Linked DNA regions of Sus scrofa: regions 1 and 2 are each linked to region 3. A link is a contact called in public Hi-C and HiChIP or PLAC-seq data. All regions are on one chromosome and are shown on one strand. Each heading gives the region's core, a stretch centred on a gene start, on an enhancer-like site or on the middle of the called end of the contact. The rest is flanking DNA. Distances are from core to core; before and after follow the strand shown. Region 1 holds the start of TBC1D9B (TBC1 domain family member 9B). Region 2 holds the start of MGAT4B (alpha-1,3-mannosyl-glycoprotein 4-beta-N-acetylglucosaminyltransferase B). Region 3 holds the start of MRNIP (MRN complex-interacting protein).

Region 1 (2,754 bases), core at 227-2,726, 55 kb before region 3:
AAAGACAAAAGACAAAAAAAAAAAAAATAGTTCTCAAAAGGTGGTCTCCAGGTTCATGGCATCAGTATTACCTAGGAACTCGTTAGACATGCAAATACTCTGAGCAATCTATGTTTTAACAAGCCCTGCCGCTTATTCTGATGCATGTTGAAGTTTGAGAGCCAGTGGAATCCAGGAACAAAATAGCCCTTTACCTCACCTCAGGGTGTTAACAAGCACAGTTGACCTGTGAACAACTCCGGTTAGGGGCACCTATTCTCTTCCAAGTCAAAAATTGAGTATAATTTAGTTGTCTTTCCCAATCCAAGTTACCTCTATATGTACAGTTCTGTATCTGAGGATTCAACCAACCACTGATCACACAGTACTGTAGTATTTACTATTGAAAAAAGTGGGAATATAAATGGTCCAGAGCAATTCAAACCCAGATTATTCAAGGGTAAACTGTACTTTCAAATTCTTGAGGGTAGATTACTCCCCAGAGACCCCAGTGCCACATTATTAGTTTAAACTTCCAAGGTCTTAAAACCAGCCTCTGCATCTTGGAAGTTGATTCAAAGTCTCAAGCAATATCTCAAAAGACTTTTAAATCATTCTGGCTGTCAATCATGAAACCACCTATTTATACCTACATCTATCATATTAGATTCCTGAATGCCAGTGACAGAAACCCAATTCAAAAACCATATTAAGCCTCTGGGATGATTCTAAAGAGCCCCCTTTCGGATTCTGGAGGCCTCAGGCCAGCAGGGTGATCCTGCATCCAAATTCTGGACTTTGTGGATTCACACCTATTGCCCCAGAAGGAGTTAACAGCGTGCACTCAAAAGGGTCAAGGTTTGGCCTGGGAGGGGTCGACCCCTACAGGCCAGCACTGGGAGAGCAGGAATCCACATCCCCGGCCAGCTCTGTGGTCTCATCACACGCCAGTGCAGAAACCTCCGCCGGTCCCAGGCCAGGCCCTGCCTCCTACTCCAGCCTCATTGACCCCATCCAACAAGTGAGGGGACTGCACTGGTTTCTGAGGACCCTTTCAGCCTCAGGGCTTCCCCAGGTTCAATTCGTTGCAGGCCCAAGTGTCAACATTCTGAGTTACCACAATCAACTAACCCTTTTCCAGCCGCTTTTTCCAATGTTAACACACACTGGGTTGCCCTGCACAATCAGCCAAAAATGTATTTCTAAATGTTATTTCCTTACATTTTCCTCTTAAACCCTGTATGCGTTTTTACAGAACGCCGGGAGCCCTGCTGTCTGCGCACTGTGAACTCAGACAATCTGACCAAAGTCCCAAGGCCCGGGGAGTGAACTGAGCACTGGGGCCTGTGGGGAGAAAGAGTGGTAGACGGACACAGCGGGTTAAGTAACCCTGTGGCCGGAGGCCGGGGGGGGAGTGGGCGGGGCCGGCCGGAAAGGGAGAGCTGAGCGCCCAGAGAGCGCGGAGGTCCTGTTGGTTCCCGCGGCCGCCAGGGGGCGCCGCCCGCTCGCCCCGCCCCGCCCCGCCCGGCCCGCAAAGCTCTGCGCGGCGTCGGTGGCGGCTCTTCCGCCTGGCCGGCCTCGGCCCTGTGCGAGCGGTCGCACGATGTGGCTGGGCCCGGAGGAGGTGCTGGTGGCCAACGCGCTGTGGGTGACGGAGCGGGCCAACCCCTTCTTTGTGCTGCAGCGGCGCCGGGGCCACGGCAAGGGCGGCGGGCTCACGGGTGAGAGGCGCGCCGCGGCCGGGCCTGTGAGCGCCGCCGCGATCCGGGCGAGGAGGGCGCGCCGGGCGGCGGGGAACGGGGCAACACCCCCGGGACAGGCCGGGCCTCGGCGCGTCCCTGCGGACGCGCAGGTCAGCGCGCGCTGCGGGGCCTGGGGACGCGAGGCCCGGCCCCAGTGGGGGCGGGAGGTGGGAATGCGCACCGGGGGTGGGACGCAGGGACCGGGCGCGGTGGCGCGAGGTGAGGACCGGGTCGGAGGTTCAGCCAGACAGATGCACTTGATTTAGATGGCTAGTGGGGAGACCTCCGTCAGCCAGGGCTGCCGGGAGAAGGCTGGCGGCGGCCTCTGCCCATCGGCTGCCTGTGAGCTTCCCGGAGCTTAGCGGAGGCGTGTGCAGCTTCCTGGAATGGGATTTCCCAGCTGGAAGTCCGAAAGATCTTCCTGTCCTCTGCCTCAGTTTCCCTAAGTGCCTCGGAGGGGGCAAGTGACACAAGCATTCGTTTCCTTTGGCCTCCTTCATTCCCAGTTCACCAAAGAATTACCTTTTTAGCAAAATCAGAGTTCCTCCGAGCTGCTCCTGGGTTTGGGCCCCCATCCCTCCAGCTTCTCACCCACCTTTCCTGCTTCTTGGTGTGATGGGGCTGCAGACCGAGACTTAGCCACATTACCAGTCTTTGTGTTCTGGAGAACTAGCCAAGGTGCCTCTGCCCGTCTGGACACCACCCAGGACTGGACCAGACAGGCACCTTCTGGGGTGTGTGGCAGAGGATGTCCACGTGTGGGTTCCCTCTACAGGTGTTGTCCCAAGTCCCTCACGCTCCAGGACCTGCCCCGACGCACTGCTCGGGCAGAACTGGGTCAGTCTTAGGGCCAGACCAGTGCCTGCAGTCCTCCAGTGGCCTACTGTTGCCATTCAGGACCTCAGGCCCAGTGTTGCCAGGTCTTCCAATTATCAAGAGAATTTTCTTTGAAATGTCCTAATTTTAAACGTTAACAACTAATACAGTCCTGCCACATGCAGACAGAGGCCTCCCACGGGAGACCTCTTCCCCT
Region 2 (3,037 bases), core at 443-2,942, 53 kb after region 3:
AAAAAAAAAAAGTGAAAGACATGTCTATATTAAACCAACAAGCCTAAGCTAGCTTCAATACCAGATATCAACTCAGTACTGAATATTCTCAGATCACAGGGACCTGAAATTCATTTTGCCTAATTTTCTAAATATTAGGAATTATTTGAAATTTTTTTTGTCTTTTTAGGCCCACATCCGCAGCATATGGAAGTTCCCAGGGGACTATAACATGGAACAGAGCTCTGATTATCCATAGTTAATTATTCACTGCCAGTGTTATCAAATATCAAGCAAACAAATGCAATGCAAAACAGCCTCTCAGGATCACAGTTCCCTAGCACCAAAAAGGGAGGTTCTCGTCCATTGCAAAGGGAAAATCCCAACCACTACTCTGCCATAAGCAAAACCCAGCGCAATAGGCAAGGATACCTGTTATCAAAAATGTCTCTATGGACCAATGCATACTGATACACATACAAACAACAAACTTACAGTCCCACAAACAAAGGCACAAACTGGAGTGGCTCACCCCAAAACAACACACACACACAATTACAAATAACATATAAGACAGAAAATCAGAGACGGGGTAGTCTAAAATTCCACTTCCATTCCCAGACAGAAGACACGTCCAAACAGATTGGCCCAGATCTCAAAAGAGAACGGACCCAAAGTGACTCACTTCCCACAAGGGAAGCAGCCCAAATGGAATGGAGAGAGTTCCCAGCCTCAGCAAGCTGGAGCGACTTACCCCCAATCAACACTGAATGTGGAACACAGCTCTGGACATTTCTTAGCTTTAAACAGCATCCTGCCCTGGGGTGGCTGGTGCCTGCAGGGCGAGAGACACACACACACACCTCTTCCCCAGAGCAAAATGAGCTCTGGGCAGCTGCTGGGAACTCAGGTAAGGGGCTGCCCCAGCAGGTGTCAATCTGCTGGGCACAGTGTCCCACCTGGGCTGCCATAATTGTTACCAAGTCCGTGTGCTCAGTGCACACCAAAGCCAAACAACACCGAAAGTCAGGATTTGGAGCACAGAAAGGTTTACTGCAGTGCCATGCAAGGAAATGGGTTGCTTGTGCTTTAAAAAGCCACAAACTCCCTGCAGGCTTTCAGCAAAGCCCTTGTAAAGGCAAGATGAGGGAGGGACGTGGTTGTTGCAAATTTCTCTGTGCCTGATAATTTGTTTTCATAGCTGTCCACATAGACATAGGTATAGACAAGATTGTTTTTAAAACAAAAAAGGTGCAGAGCATGACTAAGCACAGGCAACAAAGCACAAAGGTTAAAATAACAGGAACAGATCTAATATGGAGTCAGATTTGTTCTTCCCTATTACTCCCCTCCCACTTCCTAGACTCCCTTAGACCTAGGGGAGGGGCCTGAAGTTCCCAGAGTTAACCTGAGTGGGCTCCGGACCTGGGTGGGGGTTGTTCATAATGGAAATGTTACTGAAAAGGGGTCAGAGGTCCACGCACGACGCCTCCACCCAAAGCGACCTGCCTGAAGGCCACGGCCTCAACCTACCTGAGGCCTGAGCCCAGGGCAGCCCCAAGTCTGGGACCGCGTGAGTCCACGCAGCAGCCACTGTCCCGAGCCTGGCGGAGGGCGGAATCCCGGTGTTGGTCCCACCCCGCCCCCTCGCGGTGCTGGTGGTGGCAGCCTGTGATGCGGCCCCTTTAAATCCCGGCCGCCCCGCCCTTCGCAGCCACTCGGCGGCGGCCCCGGATCCAGGCCGGGCCGCGGCTCTTGCCGCGCAGCTTAGCCCATCCCGGCCCAGGCGCCAAGCCGAGGCCGTCTGCTCCCCGCACCCGGGAGTAGCGGTTACTTCCGCGACCGGTCAGGTGTCCACCCCGGCAGGCCCGCCTGCATCCCCGCCCGGCCCCGGGCTCCCAGCCCGTCCCCGCCCCGGGGCCGGGGCCCCCGCAGCCTCCTGGTCCCCGCGCCCCGGCCCCGGTCCCCCGGGCCATGCGGCCTCGGCCCCGCCGGCGCCCACCGCGCACCCGAGGAGATGAGGCTCCGCAATGGCACCTTCCTGACGCTGCTGCTCTTCTGCCTGTGCGCCTTCCTCTCCCTCTCCTGGTACGCGGCGCTCAGCGGCCAGAAAGGTGAGCCCCTCCTCCGCCGCCGCCCGCCCGGTGCCCCATCCACACCTGGGAGCCGGCGTCCGGAGCAGGGTGCGGGCATCCGCCCGCGAAGCGGCCGGAAGCGGACGCAGGCGCCCCTTCCTCGCCCGAGCGGCGGGGGAGGACGCCCCTCCCATCCTCGCCCCCACTTGTTTGCTGCTGGAATAAAGAAATTCTCCTGCGGCCTGGGCTGGGCCGCGCGGGTGAGCAGATAGTGGGCGCCCAGGGCACGCTCCGAACCGGCCTCCGTGAGTACAGTTCTGCCATGCTGGGGACTTCAGAGTTCTCACAGAGGGACAGAGACACAAGGTCACAGAGGTGGCTGTGCTGTGCCAGAGGGTTCCCAGGGTACCAGCTCCAGGCACCTGGGTACACTGTTCCTGATGATACCAAACCCAAGTCCGCTCTGCCTTCCCAACGACAAGCCAGTACATTCCAGAGATGAGTTGTTGGGGCAAGGAATAGTGACTTTAATCTGAAAGCTAGCAGACCAAGAAGATGGCAGACTAGTGTTTTAGAAAACCATCTTGCCTCAGTCCCAATTCAGGCTCCTTTTATACTGAGAAGCGGGGGGGGGGGAGCCAAGGGTCTCTCACTAGCTGTCACTTGCATGGGGGAAGGGCCCCCTACAATGCTGGCCACTAAAGGTCACTCACGAAGGACTGCTTACAACTCCTCAGTGTCAATGTCCATGGAAAAGGGGGCAGCGATCTTTTTGGCTACTTTCTGCTGTACCTGGGCACTGAAAGTGTGACCATGGAATGGAATTGATCAGTTTTATGCTAGGAATATTAAGTAATACAATTCTCTTTATCTACAACTATTTAAACTTGGTAACATTCCTGCTATGATGAAACTTTAATCTCAATACTTATCCCTTTTCAAGAGCAACCTTAAGTCTTCTAAGGGTTCACAAACCCATTGCT
Region 3 (2,807 bases), core at 134-2,633:
ATGAGTTATGTTGTCAGGCATGTGTGAATGTCTAGGCAGGTTGGCATTGGGGTCCCATTGAAGTTGGGACATGAGGGGTGAGCTGTTCCTCCCTGCCCAGAGCAGGACTTGGCCTCCACCTTTCAGAGCAGAGCTTTCTCAGGGCTGCAGGAAGTGAGACAGCCTGGGACCTGGGCCCCTTTGGGGTAGTACTTGCACCTGGACAAACCTCTCCTCCAGCAACAAAATACAAAGAAACTCTAAGGGACTAAAAATAGCTGTGTGCATACACAGTTGGGGCAAATTATGAACAAGACACAAGAAAAAGACCAAAAACTCAGCTTTCACTCCTGAGGGGTGGGGAGCAAAAGCAGAGTATTGTGCATAATCCCTGCCCACTGCACCACTAGGGGGGTGGACAGACCACCCAAGCCACCCTGCCAGCTTGACTGCTGGACCTGTCCTTACCCTCAGGTCACTTAGGCAACCAGATCCCACGCTGAGCACCAATACCCCAGAAGTAAGCAAAGGAATCCGTTATTGTTTTCACTCCCCCTTGCCGCAGCATGAGTCCCAATAACGCCTTGTCTGAATTTCTTATCTGGCCTCTTTATCAATTTCTACTGAGTAAGGAATCCAAGAACCCTGGACGGTAACGGGGGACTGATTTCATTTTCAACCGCCAGGTGTCAGAAGACTGATTTCATTTTCAACCGCCAGGCGTCTCCGGTTCCCTCTCTGAGAAGCATAGGTCTGGTGAACTGTTTATTTTCCCAGGATTCTTGGTGCTGCAGCTCAAAGTTTAACTGGACCACCTCTGACCAGCGGTCCTGCATATCCCAACTTTGGCCCCAAGAAGTGAGCTGGAGTAGGGCGGCACCCTCCAGCTCCCTCTCTCAGGCTAAGAGAAGCAGAAGAAACGGTGCCAACAAAGGGCCGACCTGGAGCGGCAGCTAGAGACCCCAACGTTGCAACTTTTTTTTTTTCCGGTTTTCTTAGGGCCACACCTGCGACATATGGAAGTTCCCAGGCTAGGGGTCTAATCTGAGCTACACCTACTGGAGTACTAGCGAGCTGCTGTACCCGAACTGCTGGCCTACACCACAGCCACAGCAATGCCGGATGCCCAACCTCCTGGGCGAGGCCAGGGATCGAACCCCAACCCACGAACTAGTCGGATTCGTTTCCGCTGCGTCTCAACAGGAACTCCCCCAACCTTGCAACTTTAAAACGCTCCTTTAAATAAAGCTGGGAACTGGCTCACGAGAACCGGTGGACCTGACTGACGCAAACTCCAAACAACGCCTGACTGGGTAGCAGAGAGAAGACCCCAGTAGCCTGAAGTCGACTGCGGACCAACCCGAACGTGGAGAAACACCTGGGGGTAGAGAAGCCCAAGGCCGCAGAACCGGGCAGAGCAGTGTGGGCGGGAAACGCAGGGCGGGAGCGCATAAAGGGGCGGAGCCTGAGGCTGGAGGGGCCCGGGCGCAAGAAGTGGGCGGAGCCAGGGCGGACAGGCGGACAGAGCGCGCGCGCCGGCCAGCAGTCGCCATGGCGCCTCCACAGCAGGCTCGGGTTTTGCGATGCTGCCACTGCCTGCTTTTCCAGGCGCACCAGGTGGGATGGGCTCCAGCCTCCCGCTCCTCCGAGGTCGGGGACAGCGGGCAGGATGAGGTGGGGCCGCGGGGGGCTGGACGTCTTCCCCGCGCCCTGTCCCCAGGCATGGGCATTGTCTCGGGCGCTTGCGGGTTGTGCCTGGGGTCGTGACCTGTGACAGCGTCTGTCCTGAGAACTAGATTTTAGGGATGTCCCTTCTCCATAATGTTCTGGGTTTTTTTTCGGGTTTTGCTGGCTTGTAAAAATTGGCAGAAACCAGTCGTAAAGTTTTCTGCGGAGGCGGCCTCATGAGCTTTAGCAGGGCACACCTGGTTACAGATAGAAGCTAGCCTCCTTTATGCAGAGCCTAGCACCCAAAGTGGCCCTTTCCTAATTTAAATAAAGGGAATTTTATTGTATTTACCCCTGCTGGCATTCTTTCCCTTTGCCCTCGTCTCTATCTATGTGGTGAGGGATAATCGAAGTTTGTAAAATGCATTGCTTCCCTGATTGAAAACCTAAGATAGGGGATGTCACTTGTTCTTTCTTGGATCGTGTTCTGTCTCTCCCTGCTTGATGCTGTCACGCTTGTCAGTGTATCGGCTGTGGTAGTCCCCTTCTCCTCCTAGTTATCTGCTGCTCTGTGCCCTGAAAAAGGATAGCATCAGACTACGTACAAAATATTTGTTTAAAAGTCAGTAATGCGTGGGGGTTCCCCGTCGTGGCTCAGTGGTAACCCAACTAGTATCTATGAGGACGTGGGTTCGATCCCAGGCCTCCATCAGTGGGGTAAGGATCCAACATTTCAATCCGCTGCGGTGTAGTTCGCAGACATAGTTGGGATCTGGCGTTGCTGTGGCCAGTGGCATAGGCTGGCAGCTGATACTCCCATTCGACCCCTAGCCTGGGAACCTCCATATACCACAGGTTCAGCCCTAAAAAGACCAAGAAATAAATAAATAAATAAAGTCAGTAAAGCTCTGAGTATGTACCTATTAAGTTTGCTGTGACTTTGTAAGGGCCGTTTTAGGGAACTCAGAGACTTTTTACTTATTTCATTTTTCAGTTCTAGAAGTTGAGAATAAATGGGAGTCATTTTCACTTTTAAATTATTACACATATATAATACAGTGCGTGTTCTCATGGTGATTTTCAACTCTGAAGTGATTTGAAACCAAGTGGGAAAAGGGGGGGTCGACAGTTTAATTACAAGTTGGCTGTGTACCAGGCAG

Evidence for each region. Hi-C and Micro-C count contacts between places; a contact is called where the count stands out from the background. HiChIP or PLAC-seq counts read pairs in DNA pulled down with a chosen protein or histone mark.
Region 1: an H3K27ac HiChIP or PLAC-seq map of alveolar macrophages shows a contact between it and region 3. The contact joins the promoter of TBC1D9B here to the promoter of MRNIP in region 3. A contact is called at or near these places in 2 of 47 Hi-C or Micro-C datasets (embryonic fibroblasts and epiblast stem cells) and 1 of 2 datasets of contacts at active chromatin or transcription factors (alveolar macrophages).
Region 2: a contact with region 3 is called in a Hi-C map of skeletal muscle, with 2.4 times the contacts expected there. The contact joins the promoter of MGAT4B here to the promoter of MRNIP in region 3. A contact is called at or near these places in 3 of 5 promoter capture datasets (fetal liver, liver and skeletal muscle), 22 of 47 Hi-C or Micro-C datasets (adipose tissue, blood, embryonic fibroblasts and 11 more) and 2 of 2 datasets of contacts at active chromatin or transcription factors (alveolar macrophages and skeletal muscle).

What each region holds. Positions count from the first base shown.
Region 1 is chr2:78,674,391-78,677,144 of Sscrofa11.1, forward strand. TBC1D9B (TBC1 domain family member 9B) reads left to right here and starts at 1,477. Exons shown (of 22, transcript XM_003123648.4): 1 at 1,477-1,700. The coding sequence starts at 1,583.
Region 2 is chr2:78,782,083-78,785,119 of Sscrofa11.1, forward strand. It overlaps MGAT4B (alpha-1,3-mannosyl-glycoprotein 4-beta-N-acetylglucosaminyltransferase B), which reads left to right and starts at 1,693. Exons shown (of 15, transcript XM_003123649.4): 1 at 1,693-2,093. The coding sequence starts at 1,997. LOC106507307 (a long non-coding RNA gene) reads right to left here and starts at 1,699. Exons shown (of 3, transcript XR_002341724.1): 1 at 1,513-1,699; 2 at 734-814.
Region 3 is chr2:78,729,228-78,732,034 of Sscrofa11.1, forward strand. It overlaps MRNIP (MRN complex-interacting protein), which reads left to right and starts at 1,384. Exons shown (of 6, transcript XM_013987518.2): 1 at 1,384-1,596. The coding sequence starts at 1,531.